Linked DNA regions of Mus musculus: region 1 is linked to region 2. The links are chromatin contacts, called in public Hi-C maps. All regions are on one chromosome and are shown on one strand. The core of a region is the stretch at or near the end of the contact, and the rest is flanking DNA. Distances in the headings are between cores, read along the strand shown. Region 1 holds the start of Ccdc174 (coiled-coil domain containing 174). Region 2 overlaps Grip2 (glutamate receptor interacting protein 2).

Region 1 (3,261 bases), core at 362-2,861, 93 kb after region 2:
GGAGGTTTCTCATTAGTGGGGTGCCACTCTGTGAGAACTTCTATGGTGTAAGCTAACATAGCCAATCAGGAGATAACTACAGATTCCCCACAGGCATTCTACAGACAAAGTAAGACTGTAATAATGCCATACAGTCTTCTAGGGAAGGATATCTTTCTTCCTTCCTTTCTTTCTTTCTTTCTTTCTTTCTTTCTTTCTTTCTTTTTTTTTCTGATTTTTTGAGACAGGGTTTCTCTGTGTAGCCCTGGCTGTCCTGGAACTTATGCTGTAGATCAGGCTGGCCTTGAACTCAGAAATTCGCCTGCATCTGCCTCCCAACTGCAGGGGGCGGGGGGGGGGGAGGATATCTTAAAATTATTTCACTTACAACTTCTTTTTACCCAGTATTATTTTCATGACTTGAGGTATATATGGATACTTTAAAAATTACTTTAAAACAATTTGGCGCACACACACACACACACATATGTATATGTATATATATATATATATATATATATATATATATTCACCATTTATTAAAGATGAAAAACAATTTGTATCCTAATGACATGAATGTGCTTGTTTCAACAAAAGGAATTAAATATTGGCTAAACATTTGATACTGTAGGTCACAGAGCATCTTCAGTGCTTTTCAGAGTTGATTGTTTTGACTTTATCATCATCAATGTGGAGAACACTGCTTTGCAAAGATACAGCAAATTCATGTTTAGGGCCATTTCAGAAATTGTTGGAAATTTTGTCCTAAATCCCAGGTCAAAATTCTTTTAATTCTTTAGCAATTCAAATAGTAATTTCAAAATTAGAGTATTCTGGGGGCTGGTTGTGGTGGCACACAGCTTCAATCCCAGCATAAGGGAGGAAGAGGTAAGCAGGTATCTTTGAGTACAAGGCTAGCATGGTCTACAAAGCAAGTTCCAGGCAGCCAGGAGTACCCAGTGACCCCCAAATGAATGTATGAATGAATAGTTAAAATTCAAATATTCTGTTGGGCATAGTGGCTCACACATGTAATCCTAGCATTTAGGGGGCAGAGGCAGGAGGGCTGTTGCAAATTTGAGGCTAGCCAAGTCTACATAGAGAGTTTGAGGCCAGGTGGCTGTACAGTAAGACCCCATCTCAAAAAAAAAAAAAAAAAAAGCCTAAAAAGCAAAACAACAAACAAAACCAACAAAACAAATCACAAAACACCAAAAAAAAAAAACCAACATAAAACGAGTGTTTCTCATAGCCCATTCTTAAACAATAATTCCCACCACTACCAGTTTCATTAAATTCCTTTTGTTTTCATGTTGGAGACAGGAGTTTACTTAGCTCTCTTCATACGCTGCTATTCTTTTCCATCATCTAAGACTCTCCAGTCAATATAGTGTGTGTTGCAATGAAAGCTATCTTCCTTCCTTCTCTAGACGGCGACAATACTAGTCATTTTCACCTCACTTTCTGCTCTCTTCAAGATGGCCAATTGCGATCAATTCCAACCCTCTGACCTTCTCAAAATGACGACGTAGCGACTAGGGACCTCATACTGACGCTTTCAAGATGGCGCCGAGGTCGTAAATCCAAGTCGCAAAATGACGCAAACTCAGCGTCCCTATCAAAGACACTTCCGGTTCTGCTGCCGGGTGGGGGTGGCGGACTCGTAGGGTCTGACTGAGGCCACAGGGAGGCTGCGTCTTGGGACTGGACGCCTTGGCGGGACGATGGACCGAAAGAAAAAGCCTTTGGACGTTACAGCCTCCTCGGTGAGTACAAGTGTGGCTTAGCTCCGTGCTCCGCGTTCCCTCCGCCTGTCTCAGTCGAGAATGGTGACCTAGTTGTTGTCCCACGCAAGTCAGGGGCCTGGACTGCCCATCTGACAAGGATCCTGACCGACCCTTTCCCCGCAGAGACCCTCCTCAGCTTCCTTACTCACAGGATCCTGAACTCGGCTCCGCCAGGCGCCTGGGCTCCGTTCCCCTCGAACCCAGGCGGGTCTCGGACGCCATCCTCCCAGGGATCTCAGGGCGCATCCTGCGGGTCAGCCGCCGCCACAGCCGGCTCTCTGTCCGCAGGGACTTGGAGGACGAGCCCTTCCTGGGTTCTCCACTAGTCCAAAGCCCTTCTCGAGCACTGGGATATGATTTGTCTTCCCAGGGCTCCCAGGGTCCCCCCCAGCAGGATCCAGACAAGTTAGCTAGTGCCTTGTGGGATGGGGTACCCGGGCCAGTAAGGTCTGACAGGATGTAAGGAGTTTTGCTAACTTAACCACTCTCAGCAGAAAACTTGTAAACACTGTACACATTTTGTGTCCGTGCTTCATATGTGTGCTGCCATCGAGTCCTCAGAAGTGCTTTTGAGTGTAGGTGGTATTAATTGTCACTCTTAATGGATAATGAAGTTGACACCCAAAGGTGAATCCCGTTTTCCTCAATGTACACACAGATTTGTTGTGTGAGAAGCCAGGCTCAGTTTGATTGACTGCAAAATGGTGCCTTTTCTGATTGTTCAAAACATCTAATGTATCAAATTTTTTGTTGGAATTTGTTTTTTAATATAGAAAAATTGGTCTTAGTAATCATGTTTGCTTGGATTCAGTGCTTGCAAACTGAATTAATCAGGAAGTATATGCGCATGCGCTTAACTTTAGCACATAAGTGTCAGAGACAAGTGGACAGAGGCCACTGTAAGTCAGAGGCCAGCCTGAGCTACATAGTTCCAGTATAGCCAGAGCTACACAGTGAGACCCTGTCTTTAAAAACCAAACCAAAGTTAACTTGTCTGGAGGATAATGTTTTTAATAATTATAACACAAACGAAGTCCCGGAATTGATTGGTCATTTTGTGATTCAGATGTAGTTGTAGAATAGAAAGATATATAGCTAGGTAATTGATACATTTACAAAGTTAAAATCCTCCTCTTCCTCCTCCTCCTCCTCCTCCTCCTCCTCCTTCTTCTTCAGAATTTTAAATATTGGGTCCTGGAATGAAACTCCTTTACATTGTTAACATCCCTGCCAATAGTACCTTTAAGTGGATTTCTTTCAAATAGAAATTACTGAACTCAGTTATTTAAAAACAAACAAACAAACAAACAAACAAAAAAAGGTTTTTGGGGCTGGAGAGATAGGTTAAGAGCACTGGCAGCTCTTTCAGACGACCATGGTTTATTTCCAGCACCCACATGGTGGCTCTAAACTGTAGGTTCAGTTCCAGGAGATCTCTCTCTCTCTCTCTCTCTCTCTCTCTCTCACACACACACACACAACAACAACAACAACA
Region 2 (3,035 bases), core at 180-2,679:
GTCCAGAGGACAGAGACACAGGTTGCCTCTGCCCTGCATAGCCCTGCTTCACCTCACCTGTCCACCACGCTAGCTGGCTTGATACGGTCGATAGTGATAGCTGGCTTGTTCCGGTGGGAGCCAGTGGTGAGAGAGATCCCCAGGGCAGATCCTGGGGTCTTGGCTATTTCTACCACCAAAGGGCCTGAAGCATTGGCCACTGTGTCTGGAATGATGGGGAGGGAAAATATAAAGATTCGTGGAAAGTAAAGATGCTTGCTGTCCTGCCCAGCCTAACTCTGCTGTCCTTTAGCCCTTACTGCTGAGGAAGGGGATGATGCCACGGAGGGAAGGCAGTCTATTCAGCCATCAGCAAGTCAGGCCAGGCCTCCATTGTACTGCAGAAACATTCCTTACCTCCACCCCAAGCATTCTGGTCTCACATCAGCTCTCCCTGAGGCAACTAGTCACTTCCTCAGCCCCTGGCTTTTACCTTCACCCCTTTGGTCCTGGTTCCTTCCCATTCAGCCATCTGTAGCAGTCAGGCTGCCCCTCACTCTTGGGTCAAAATCTCCTGCCCCAGGGCATTTGCACTTACAATTCATCCTGGCTAAAGCTTTGCCACTCCACTTCATACTCTAGGTAGATCCTATGCCAGTGATTGCTCGTGTGTGTGTGTGTGTGTGTGTGTGTGTGTGTGTGTGTGTGTGTGTGTGTGTGTATACATACACAGGAGTGTGCTAATTGACATTTCCCCTCTTCAACTAGACACTTCACCTGTATTGTCCCTGCCTGACCCCTAGTGATATCAGGAGAGGCCTGATACTGTCAAGAGGTCCAGAGAGGCTAAAGCACTGGCCTAAGATCACACAGCCTTTATAGTACTGAGGATCAGGGACCTCTTCTTGCCCCAGCCCTTACCCTCAGACCTGAACATACCTGGGGTGGCCACATCATACTCCACTTGGAAAAGGGCCTCATGGCTACACTGTTGCAGGGTGGCTATTGCAGTAGCATGGCTGGCCCCATGCAGTGGGATCCCATCTATGCTGAGCAGCCTGTCGCCCACCTTTAAGGACCCCTCCCTGTAAAGGAGATGAAAGCCCAATCAGGGATGGAACACACAGAGTGAGTCAGGGGTGAACAGACAGAGTGTAAGTAAAAGGCCAACTCTGATGCCCTCTACCCACAGCATATCTGAGCTGGGTGTGTTCTTCAAGGCCACTCACATCACAGCCCAGATAGGGTGTCGGCCTGGCTGGGGACACACAGCATCAGAGAAGGGGTGGTCTGCTCATTGTAGAATCCCTTCCCATTGTCCCCAACCCAATTTTCTGATAGTGACTCTGGCCTAGTGACAGATGAGCTTGGGAAAGAACTCAGCAGTGCTCCAGTTTGGGCCCAACCCCTGCCCTGGAATGTCGCCCCTGACAGGTGCCAAAGCTATTCCAGGAGGTTCTATGAATAGCGACTCATGCAGGGCCCCAGACCAAGACCAAATTTAGATCTACAACAAGCCTGGTCCAGGCTTCTCTTAAAATGGTTAGGAGTGAGTCTCCTGCTCAGAGAACAAGGGTGAGGGGTCAGGAGACAGAAGCAGGGCCTGGACATATTCCTTTCCCACACCCTGTCCTCCTGGCCCAGCTGGGACACGAGAGGTTTCCATAGACAGGCCCAGCCAGAGATGGCCAGTCACAGAGCCCAGAGCACCTTTGGCCCAGGCTAAGTCAGAAAGATGCTGGGAAGATTAAAGCTGAGGCCTCTCTTAGCCACTTCCATCCATTCTCTGAGGGCATGTTGTCCCCTCCTGGCTTCAACCTCCCATGTGGGAAGCCATGTGAAGATCCAGGGCCTCAGATACCCATGCAGTGTCCACACGGCTTCCACCTGTCAAGTGGCCAGGGACATAGATGCTTCTGTCTCAGGCAAACTCACCTGTCCGCTGGGCCACCAGGTCTCACGTAAGTCAGGACCAATGGGCGGGATTTGTGCAGGTCCTCATGGGCACCTCCTGGACAGAATTCAACAGGGAGCAGAGGTCACTTACCCACGGTTCTCCTGGCAAGCCAAGGCCTTAACACCAGCCCAGGCAGCCTCCTTCTGCACAGGTGGGACAAGGGACAGGAAACACAATGCAAATCCTCTCTTGGTCACATCACACAGCCAGCCTCTCCTCCTGAGATCTCATTTTCTTTTCCTTTTTGCCCCGGTGACTAGGTAACTCAAACTTTGTCATGCATCTGCTGTAGCTATCCATCATCTCTGTGTGTTCTCTCGTCAGCCATGCGTGCCTCGTTGCTCCTCACAACTGTCCATTTGATGTCTGACTAAGTGGTCCTGTGTTCTTTAAAGGGCTAAGCAAGGGCTGGTGCGATATGGTTCAGCAGGCAAAGATCCTTGTTGCCCAGCCTCATGGCCTGAGTTTGTTACACAGAACCCACCCAGTGAAATGAGAGAACTGACTCCTATCCATTGTCCTCTGACCCCTACACACACACACACACACACACACACACACACACACACACACACACACACAATGTCGCAATACGCATGCATGTGCATGTATGAGCACAGAGAGAGACATGAAGATGAATATATACTCTGAGAAAGTCCTAATCAAAATCTAGGTCACATTCACCAATGTGATGCAGAACACACATGGATCCTCAGTGACCTCATTCTGGTCACCTCAACTCCAAGGAGAGCTGTCACACTGACCTCTGAGGACAAAGCCAAAGCTGTTGCCTTCCTTGTAGAGGGAGACGTCCACCGTCTTGGAAATGATCCTTGGGTTGTTTTCGGGAGCTGTAGGGAAATCGAGGCCTCCTTTGAGTCTCTCTGCTACATCTCTGTGCTGCTGGTAGATGTGCCCAAGGCTCACTCCAGGAGAACCAAGTGACCAGCCAGAGTCACAGCGATGGCTGACCTCTCTCTACTTTATATAGGCAGAGGAGGCGGGGCACTGGAAGGTCCTCATCTCTACTCAACCTAGACCACCACAGGCAGGGGAGAGGGCCACAGCAGAGCACGGGATACAGAGAGACTCAGGGATA

The links. Hi-C and Micro-C count contacts between places; a contact is called where the count stands out from the background.
Region 1: a contact with region 2 is called in a Hi-C map of myocytes, with 2.1 times the contacts expected there. The contact joins the promoter of Ccdc174 here to the enhancer-like site in region 2. A contact is called at or near these places in 1 of 39 promoter capture datasets (neural stem cells), 2 of 15 datasets of contacts at CTCF or cohesin (embryonic stem cells and stem cell-derived epiblast-like cells), 29 of 484 Hi-C or Micro-C datasets (3T3-L1-derived adipocytes, B cells, the C2C12 cell line and 17 more), 26 of 115 datasets of contacts at active chromatin or transcription factors (the 230-238 cell line, PVALB interneurons, the SCID.adh cell line and 14 more) and 4 of 9 other capture datasets (adipose tissue, embryonic stem cells, embryonic tail and 1 more).

The regions. Positions count from the first base shown.
Region 1 is chr6:91,876,442-91,879,702 of GRCm38.p6, forward strand. Ccdc174 (coiled-coil domain containing 174) reads left to right here and starts at 1,612. Exons shown (of 11, transcript NM_172730.2): 1 at 1,612-1,745. The coding sequence starts at 1,704.
Region 2 is chr6:91,783,767-91,786,801 of GRCm38.p6, forward strand. It overlaps Grip2 (glutamate receptor interacting protein 2), which reads right to left. Exons shown (of 24, transcript NM_001159507.1): 5 at 2,701-2,787; 6 at 1,915-1,990; 7 at 919-1,064; 8 at 58-205. Among named protein-coding and RNA genes, the nearest start is that of Grip2, 22 kb to the right of the region's middle. Within about 2 kb of position 1,430, at least 7 of the 459 cell types and tissues checked have an H3K27ac peak or open chromatin away from gene starts, as enhancers often do. A contact at or near this core is called in myocytes, where this site is marked.